Regions from separate parts of the Mus musculus genome. Here region 2 is linked to region 1. Evidence: chromatin contacts called from public HiCAR-type data. All regions are on one chromosome and are shown on one strand. Each heading gives the region's core, a stretch centred on a gene start, on an enhancer-like site or on the middle of the called end of the contact. The rest is flanking DNA. Distances are from core to core; before and after follow the strand shown. Region 1 holds the start of 1700025O08Rik (RIKEN cDNA 1700025O08 gene). Region 2 holds the start of Ndufaf4 (NADH:ubiquinone oxidoreductase complex assembly factor 4).

Region 1 (3,481 bases), core at 824-3,323:
TTCTAAGGGGGCAAAATACCATCGGTCTCCTGGAAAGATGAGGGCAAAGAACTTGAGAAATAACACAAAGTCTATTAGTTGTTGTACAGTGTCACATTTAAATTTAGGAAATTGAACAGGGACAAGTTTGGTGGGAAGTTTTACTGACTGAAAACAAGAAATAGAAGAGAGGCTCAAGTATTGAAGACAAGATTGAAGAAATGGATACATCGAGCAAAGAAAATGTAAATCCTAAAAAAAATTCCTGACACAAAGAATCCAGAAAACCTAAGACACTGTGAAAAGACACAGAATGATAGGAAAAAGGAGCCAGCTCAAAGACCCAGATAAGCCTGTAAACAAAATCATACAAGATATTTTCCTTAACCAAAAGAAGGAGATACCTATGAAACCACAAGAAGTGGGAGGTATAACAAATAAACCGAGCAAGAAAGAAAGAAACTTGGAACACAATAATCAAAACACCAAATGTGCACAATAGGGGAAGAATTTTAAAAGCACAAGGGAAGAAGATCAAGAACATATAAAGACATTTTCTAGAATTACACCTGACTTCTCAATGAATCCTCTAAAAACCAGAAGGGTCTGGCCCAATGTTCTGAAGACTCAAGGAGGAAACTTATCCAAGCCAGGACTACTATATGCAGAAAGATTTTCAATTACCATAGATAGGTAAAGAAGATACTCCTCGATAAAACTATATTTAAGCAATACCTATCCACAAATCTATCCTTACAAAGTACTAGAAGGAAAACTCCAACCTAAAGAGGCTAAGTAAATCCCAAAAAAACATAGGGAATAAATAATTTCAGAGCAGAAAAGTCAAATAGTCAAAATCAGGGAAACACACACACACACACACACACACACACACAGAGAGAGAGAGAGAGAGAGAGAGAGAGAGAGAAACAACAACAAAATAATGAGAATAAACCAAAAGGTATTGCATATTGATATCTTTCAAAACCAATGGTCTCAATAACCCAATAAAATGACACAGACTAACAAAATGGATGCAAAAACAAACAAACAAAAGAGAATTATTCTGCTGCATACAAGAAACACTTTCTCACAATGTTTGTGTTGGGAGGTCACATGGTTATAAAAACCTCTCTCTTAACTACCAATACATTAGACAACTTCACAGTCAGTGAGAAATTTAAAAGGAAAAAAAAATGGTGACTTGAATCACTATTGATTCAGCTGCAGTCACTTTTGAAGGTTACATACCACCCAGGCTGAGTATCTGGATTTTTTTTTTTTATGCACGTCTATGTGTGCTCTTGCATGCACTCTATAAATTTATATTATTTTTATTAATTATTTCATTTATTCACTTTATATCCCAATTGCATCTCCCCTCCTCAAAGTACCCCCAAATACAACCCCTTTTCCTATGCCCTCTTCCCCTTCTGCTCTGAGCGGGGGCTGGGGGGGAGCCTCCACCTTATCACCCCACCCTGGCACATCAAGCCACTGTAGGACCACGCAATCCTCTCCCACTGAGCACAGACAAGGTAGCTCACTTGGGGGAATGGGATCTATAAGCAGACAACAGATTCAGGGACAACTCCTGTTCCAGTTGTTTGGGGACCCTCATAAAGACCAAACTGCACATCTGGTACATATGTACATGGGCACTTAGGTCTATCCCATGCTTGACCCCTGAAATAAACATTGTTAGAAATTTCTGTATCAATGCAGAATAATTTCTAAGATACATTAATGGGAGGAAAAGTAATATACTCAGGTTGGTGTTGAATTGGTTCTTGTTTATGTAGGAAAAGATAAAGAACAATAATGTGTGCTCATATCTGCTTATATTTTTTATAAAGATACCTGTGATAGACCTATATGAATCTTCAAACAAGTGGTAACCAGAGATGGAGTACAGATCAGACAATGTAATTAAAGTGAGACTCCGTCAGACTGCAGCCTCCTCAACTCATGTTGAAACTCCCTTGCAATGGAAACAGTATGCAGTGAGACATTCAGAGCATAGTGATGTCACAGGAGCCTGCCAGCATGAATGAGTCAGTGGCTGCTGTTACTGTGGGAGTGACTTACTGTCCAGTATGCTAATGATAAAGGAGAGGGAGAGATTTTGATTCCTCTGCATCTGTGAATACTGTTTTGTTCCTTCTACAATGTCATGACAAAAAGAACAGAAACTCTCCAGATGCTGCTAATATGTCCTTAACCTTCCCAGCCAGCATAAGTATGAGTCAGATAAATAATTATTATTTTGGTATGATAGGTTTCTTTCACTTTTATGTTTGTACCATAGTCTCAACCAGAAACACAGGCTACGTTGGAACTGGCTGTGGAACGAATGTTGGCTTAAAACTTACAACAGTCCTCCTACCTCAGCCTTCTGAATGGTGAGATTGAAACCATACTGTTCTATAACCACAGAAAAGGGACTAAGATAGATAAAGTGTGCTTTTATGAGGATTTTTATCTTGTACATGTGTGTACATATTAGCTTTTCTAAAAAGGAAAACATACGTTAATATCAAGGATAGACATAAGCTCTGGGTAAAAGGCTGGGAAAAGATTTTAAAACACCTAAGAAGCAAGAAGGATAGCCATCTTAATATCTAACAAAATAGCCTGCAAACCAAAACTAATTAGAAGTGAGACTAAAGGATATTGAATACTCATAAAAAAATAATGCACCAAGAGGTTTCGATTCTTAACATATACACTCCACACCTATGAAATCCAAGTTTGTAAAAGAAACACTATTACAACATAAATCACATATAGAAGTTCATATCCAACTGTCACCAATAGACAGGTCATCAAGACAAAAGTTACAGAGAAACATGTTGGGTTAAACTATATTATAAACCAAAAGGACCTAACATATTTAAAGAACATTTTACCCAAACGAAAATAATGTCTCATTTTCTCAGCATCTCATCTACCATACTCCAAACTCATCAAATACTCAGAAACAAAGCAAGTCTCAACAGATACAAGGAAATGAAAGTAAGACACTTCATCCTATCTGACCATCATTAGTTAAAGCTGGATATCAATAACAACAGAAACAACAGAAAGCTTACAAGCACATGGAAACAATTCTCTACTGAATATAAGAAAGAGAGCAAAGACATTCTAGAATTGAATAAAAAATATATTTACAACATACCCAAATTTATGGGACAAAATGAAGGTTGTTATAAGAGACAAATTCAAAGCACTATATTCAAATATATAAAAATTGGAGAGATTTCATACTAGTATCTTAACAGCATAACTAAAAGTTCTAGAACAAAAAGAAAAAAATCACATGTAAAAAAAGTATAGAGAGAAATATTCAAACTCAAGACTAAAATCAATAAAATAGAAACAAAAATCAATAAAAGAAATCAATGAAACAAATAGTTGGTTAAGAAAATCAATGACATTGACAAATCCTTATCCAAATTAAGTAAAAGGTAGCAAGAGAATACACAGATTAAGAAAATCAGAA
Region 2 (3,769 bases), core at 914-3,413, 2.0 Mb before region 1:
CAAAGACCTTCTAAAAAAATTAGAAGATCTTTACCTCTCTTTAGTTAAACTGTGAATACAATCTAATTATCATCAAATCTAAACAAGGCTTACTAAAGACACTAAAAATCTGATTCCCAAGTTCATTTAGAAGGAAGTGATTTGAGAAGATATGAAGCTTTTTTAGGTTATAACAGTCACCAGGATGTGTCATACCACTTTATTGAGATAGTATGGGTCTAGTGGTAAGAAACAAAAAACACCTGGTCTACAGAGTGAGTTCCAGGACAGCCAGAGCTACACAGAGAAACCCTATCTTGGAAAAAAAAAAAAAAGAAAAAGAAAAAGAAAAAGAAAAAGAAAAAGAAAAAGAAAAAGATGAAACAAAAACCAAACAACCAATAAGTCTATAAACAGAAGTCAGAAAATTAGTAAATAAATTATAGTTAGGTGACTGGCACCTATTTGAAGAGGTTAAACTGGTCACTTCAACAGACTAAATACCAAGTATAATATCAAATAAGTATCTTTACACAAAAATCACACACACACACACACACACACACACACACACACTCACATGCACCTCATACTTAGCATAAATGGGAAACCCTCCTTCCAAGTATTGCTGAGCTTAAAAATAATACACTATGGCCAACAATCAATGTATCTTTATTGTGTGAAAATCTGGTACTAACTAAATCCTACTGTCACTATTAAATTATGAATATTATAGAAGTAGCTGTAATTGCAGTCTTTTGCTCAGTATTAGATAATACAAAAAAGTTTTGTAATGAAAACAAAAAACAAAAAAAACTTTGAGGGCTGTGGCTGGTACTTCCTCTTCATTTAATCTAATTCTTTGCCTTCCAGGCTGCAACTTCAATTTGCACTCCAGGCCCAGGGTTAAATGTCACTTCCTCAGAAGCAGCCTTTCATCTTCCCCAGCCCGTAATTACATTATAGTTGTACAGCTGCTCATCCACGGAATGGTCTGTGGTCCGCAACGTACCATGGGCCTCAGAGAGTAATTACTGTTTTAATCACTACACACAACACTTACACCTGACACAGGAGACATACCCATCATTCCAGCATGCTATATTAACTTACATATAATATTACATATCCTGTTGGGACACATCCTCAAAACTATGAACGTGCCCCCACTCCAAACCCCCAAACACTGAGGTTGTCATTAAGAGCATCTTAATTTACAGAATATGAAATAGCTCTCAAAGTCATACTGGTCACTCAGAAAACCACTAAAAAATGCCGTAACCCAACCCTACAACTTCTGCAATAAACAATTCACACAGGTCCATCCAATCAATCCCTTCACAGGTCTTTCGGTATACCCTAAGTATACCCTAAGTATACCCTAAGTATACCCTAAGTATCGAAGGGGGTCCAGGCCTGCCTGTGTCTAGCTGTCTGTGCTCTACACTGACTGCTCCCCTCTACACACACACACACACACACACACACACACACACACACACTTTGCACTTTCACTCGTTGCCCTCTTTTTCTTGATCACTTTCTCAGACCTCCAAAATAAACTGCCAACTTAATTAACGTATACATTACCGGCAAGGCAGGCACCGGATCTTTGGAATCGACATATACATCTCTTAGCAATGACAGCAGCTTGTTATCTTTTTTAGAAACAACTTCTTCGATTTCTGGATACTCTAAGGAAAGAAAATAAGCCATAGTATCTTTTTTTTTTTTTTTTAAGGAAAAAAATCTCTAAACTCGTAAACATGTACAATATTAAAAAAAAAAATCATCTGGACATCTTGGGGCAAACACTTGGACGAGAGTCTGCGTGCAGCCTGCGCAGACGCCGGGAGAGAGCGCGGGCTGCCTTGGGCTCCGGGATTCCTTCCAGCCGCCACCACCCGGGGCCCGCGCGGGGACGACCTCAATGTCACCGGAGGCCTGGGAGGGACTGCACTCACGACTCCGGTGCTCCTGCAGGAGGTCGCGGGTAGAAGGGTGCTTGGGTGCCATGGAGGGCTTCCTCTTGCTGATCTCTCGCTCCGCTCGCTTCTCCACGTTGAAGTTCCTTAAGGCGCGGGTCACGCGAGCCCCCATCTCTAAATCATGATGCCCTTAGTTCACTACGCACGTGTAGAAGCCACCGGCACCGGTGACCTCTGTACGCACGGAGCATGCGCACACCAGGGGCCAGGCACCGGTAAAACGCCGAGGACGCGCTCGTCGCCCCCTGGTGGCCGGGAGGACGCACCCTGGACTCCGCCCCGCCCACCCTTCCGCACAGGCGCATGCGCAGACATCTGGGCGTTGTCAGGGACGCCGGCCGGCGACTCCGGAGTCTTTAAGGATGAGCTGCTGTGATCCCACGGTTGCAAAATCCCGAGTAGCCAGTGTGGAGCGGAGATCTTCCAACCTCTTCAGAGGGCAGAGCGCAGGGTCAAGGTTCTGAATTTACCTGCCCATGCTTTTGAGAAATTGAGAATATTTGTTCTCAGCCGCAATTCCATTCTAACAGCCCTTATTTTCCTGTCCCTTGCCTGGAGCTTTCTGAGCCAATTTTGTGTTGGTTTTGTTTGTTTGTTTTAACTCTTTCACTATCTTGACATACCATTTTCCTGCCACTTTGTCCCTAGTGCTATGAGTTTTAGGCTTTCCTTCCCCTTCTCTCATAAGTAGTACTAACTTGACATACTCCTCCATTAGCGCTGAATCACCGTGCTCTTCTCAGCCCCATTTCTCAGCTCTACTGCCTCTCGAGTCTCTGTAATCTTGGCAAACCCTGGTGTAACTTAACGCTGTATTTGGAAAAAGAAAAAAAAAATCTACGGTACACATTCTATCTTCCTTTCCCCTTCTCTTCCACCCACCCTTTGTCTCTTCCTTCTTTTACGTTTCCGAAAGTATTCAATGTGATTGGCCCATAGTTTTTAAAGCCCACCAGCAAGAAAATAAGTTTTCGAATTAATATTTTTCCCAGACTGTGGTTGTGAAATCTATTAAAGATTTTAGCCTGGTTGGTTAGGTGAATAGATTAGTTGTGTCTAACCAACTTAAAGAAAAAAATTAGGGGGAGGGGTTTTCATTTTTTTAAGGACTATTACTAATTAAACTGTTTCATAATAGAGAAAACACTAGAGGGGTAAAGTTCTCACTGTTGCTTATGAAACCTGTCTCTGGAGATGGGTTATGTAGAAGCTAAAACCGTGTTCAGTGAGTTAATTTGTTAGTTATCCTGAAGGTGGCAGTCTGCTCCAAGATTTCCATCTGAGAGCTTTTTAAACAAGTTCATAACTGGGTGCCTTTTTTTTAAAACCAATTTCTCTGGACATCAAGAAATGTTCCTTGGCCTCATTAAGTCTGTTCTGTGCTTTAAGAATTATAGTAGCAATTCCACTCACTGCCTGCTAAAGTATTTTAAATTTTCATGTGATTCCACCAAACTTAGGGCTACATGAAAGTAACCTTACACAAGAGTTTCGAGTGAGTCCAGGACAGCAGATAGTACAAAATTAAAGATCTGTGAATTTCTACACGCAGGAAAGCTTGGATTTGACACTGGAAGAGACAGTGGCAGGTGAGCCTATTGTTTTATCTAGCCTTGGCCTGGGGTTACTCAGACCCTTAAAGACCAAAACAAGGCAGAGAGGCTCCAGCAGAACCCACCTTTGGCTATCTTACTTTGGTAATCAGAATGGAAACAAAATCCTGGACCATAAATCCATAATTTCAGCTCTTCTTGTCAAGACATACAATGTAGCAGAAGGTCTGAACTTAAGATTTTCTTTCT

The links. HiCAR-type assays count read pairs that join an accessible place to other places.
Region 2: a HiCAR-type map of astrocytes shows a contact between it and region 1, with 3 times the contacts expected there. The contact joins the promoter of Ndufaf4 here to the promoter of 1700025O08Rik in region 1. A contact is called at or near these places in 3 of 39 promoter capture datasets (hippocampal neurons and liver) and 1 of 115 datasets of contacts at active chromatin or transcription factors (astrocytes).

What each region holds. Positions count from the first base shown.
Region 1 is chr4:22,937,027-22,940,507 of GRCm38.p6, reverse strand. It overlaps 1700025O08Rik (RIKEN cDNA 1700025O08 gene), which reads left to right and starts at 2,073. Exons shown (of 2, transcript NR_169002.1): 1 at 2,073-2,381. It overlaps Gm30886 (a long non-coding RNA gene), which reads right to left and starts at 1,933. Exons shown (of 3, transcript XR_390437.1): 1 at 1,840-1,933.
Region 2 is chr4:24,896,477-24,900,245 of GRCm38.p6, reverse strand. Ndufaf4 (NADH:ubiquinone oxidoreductase complex assembly factor 4) reads right to left here and starts at 2,163. Exons shown (of 3, transcript NM_026742.4): 1 at 1,944-2,163; 2 at 1,570-1,673. The coding sequence starts at 2,079. Gm46848 (a long non-coding RNA gene) reads left to right here and starts at 2,124. Exons shown (of 3, transcript XR_001784261.2): 1 at 2,124-3,556.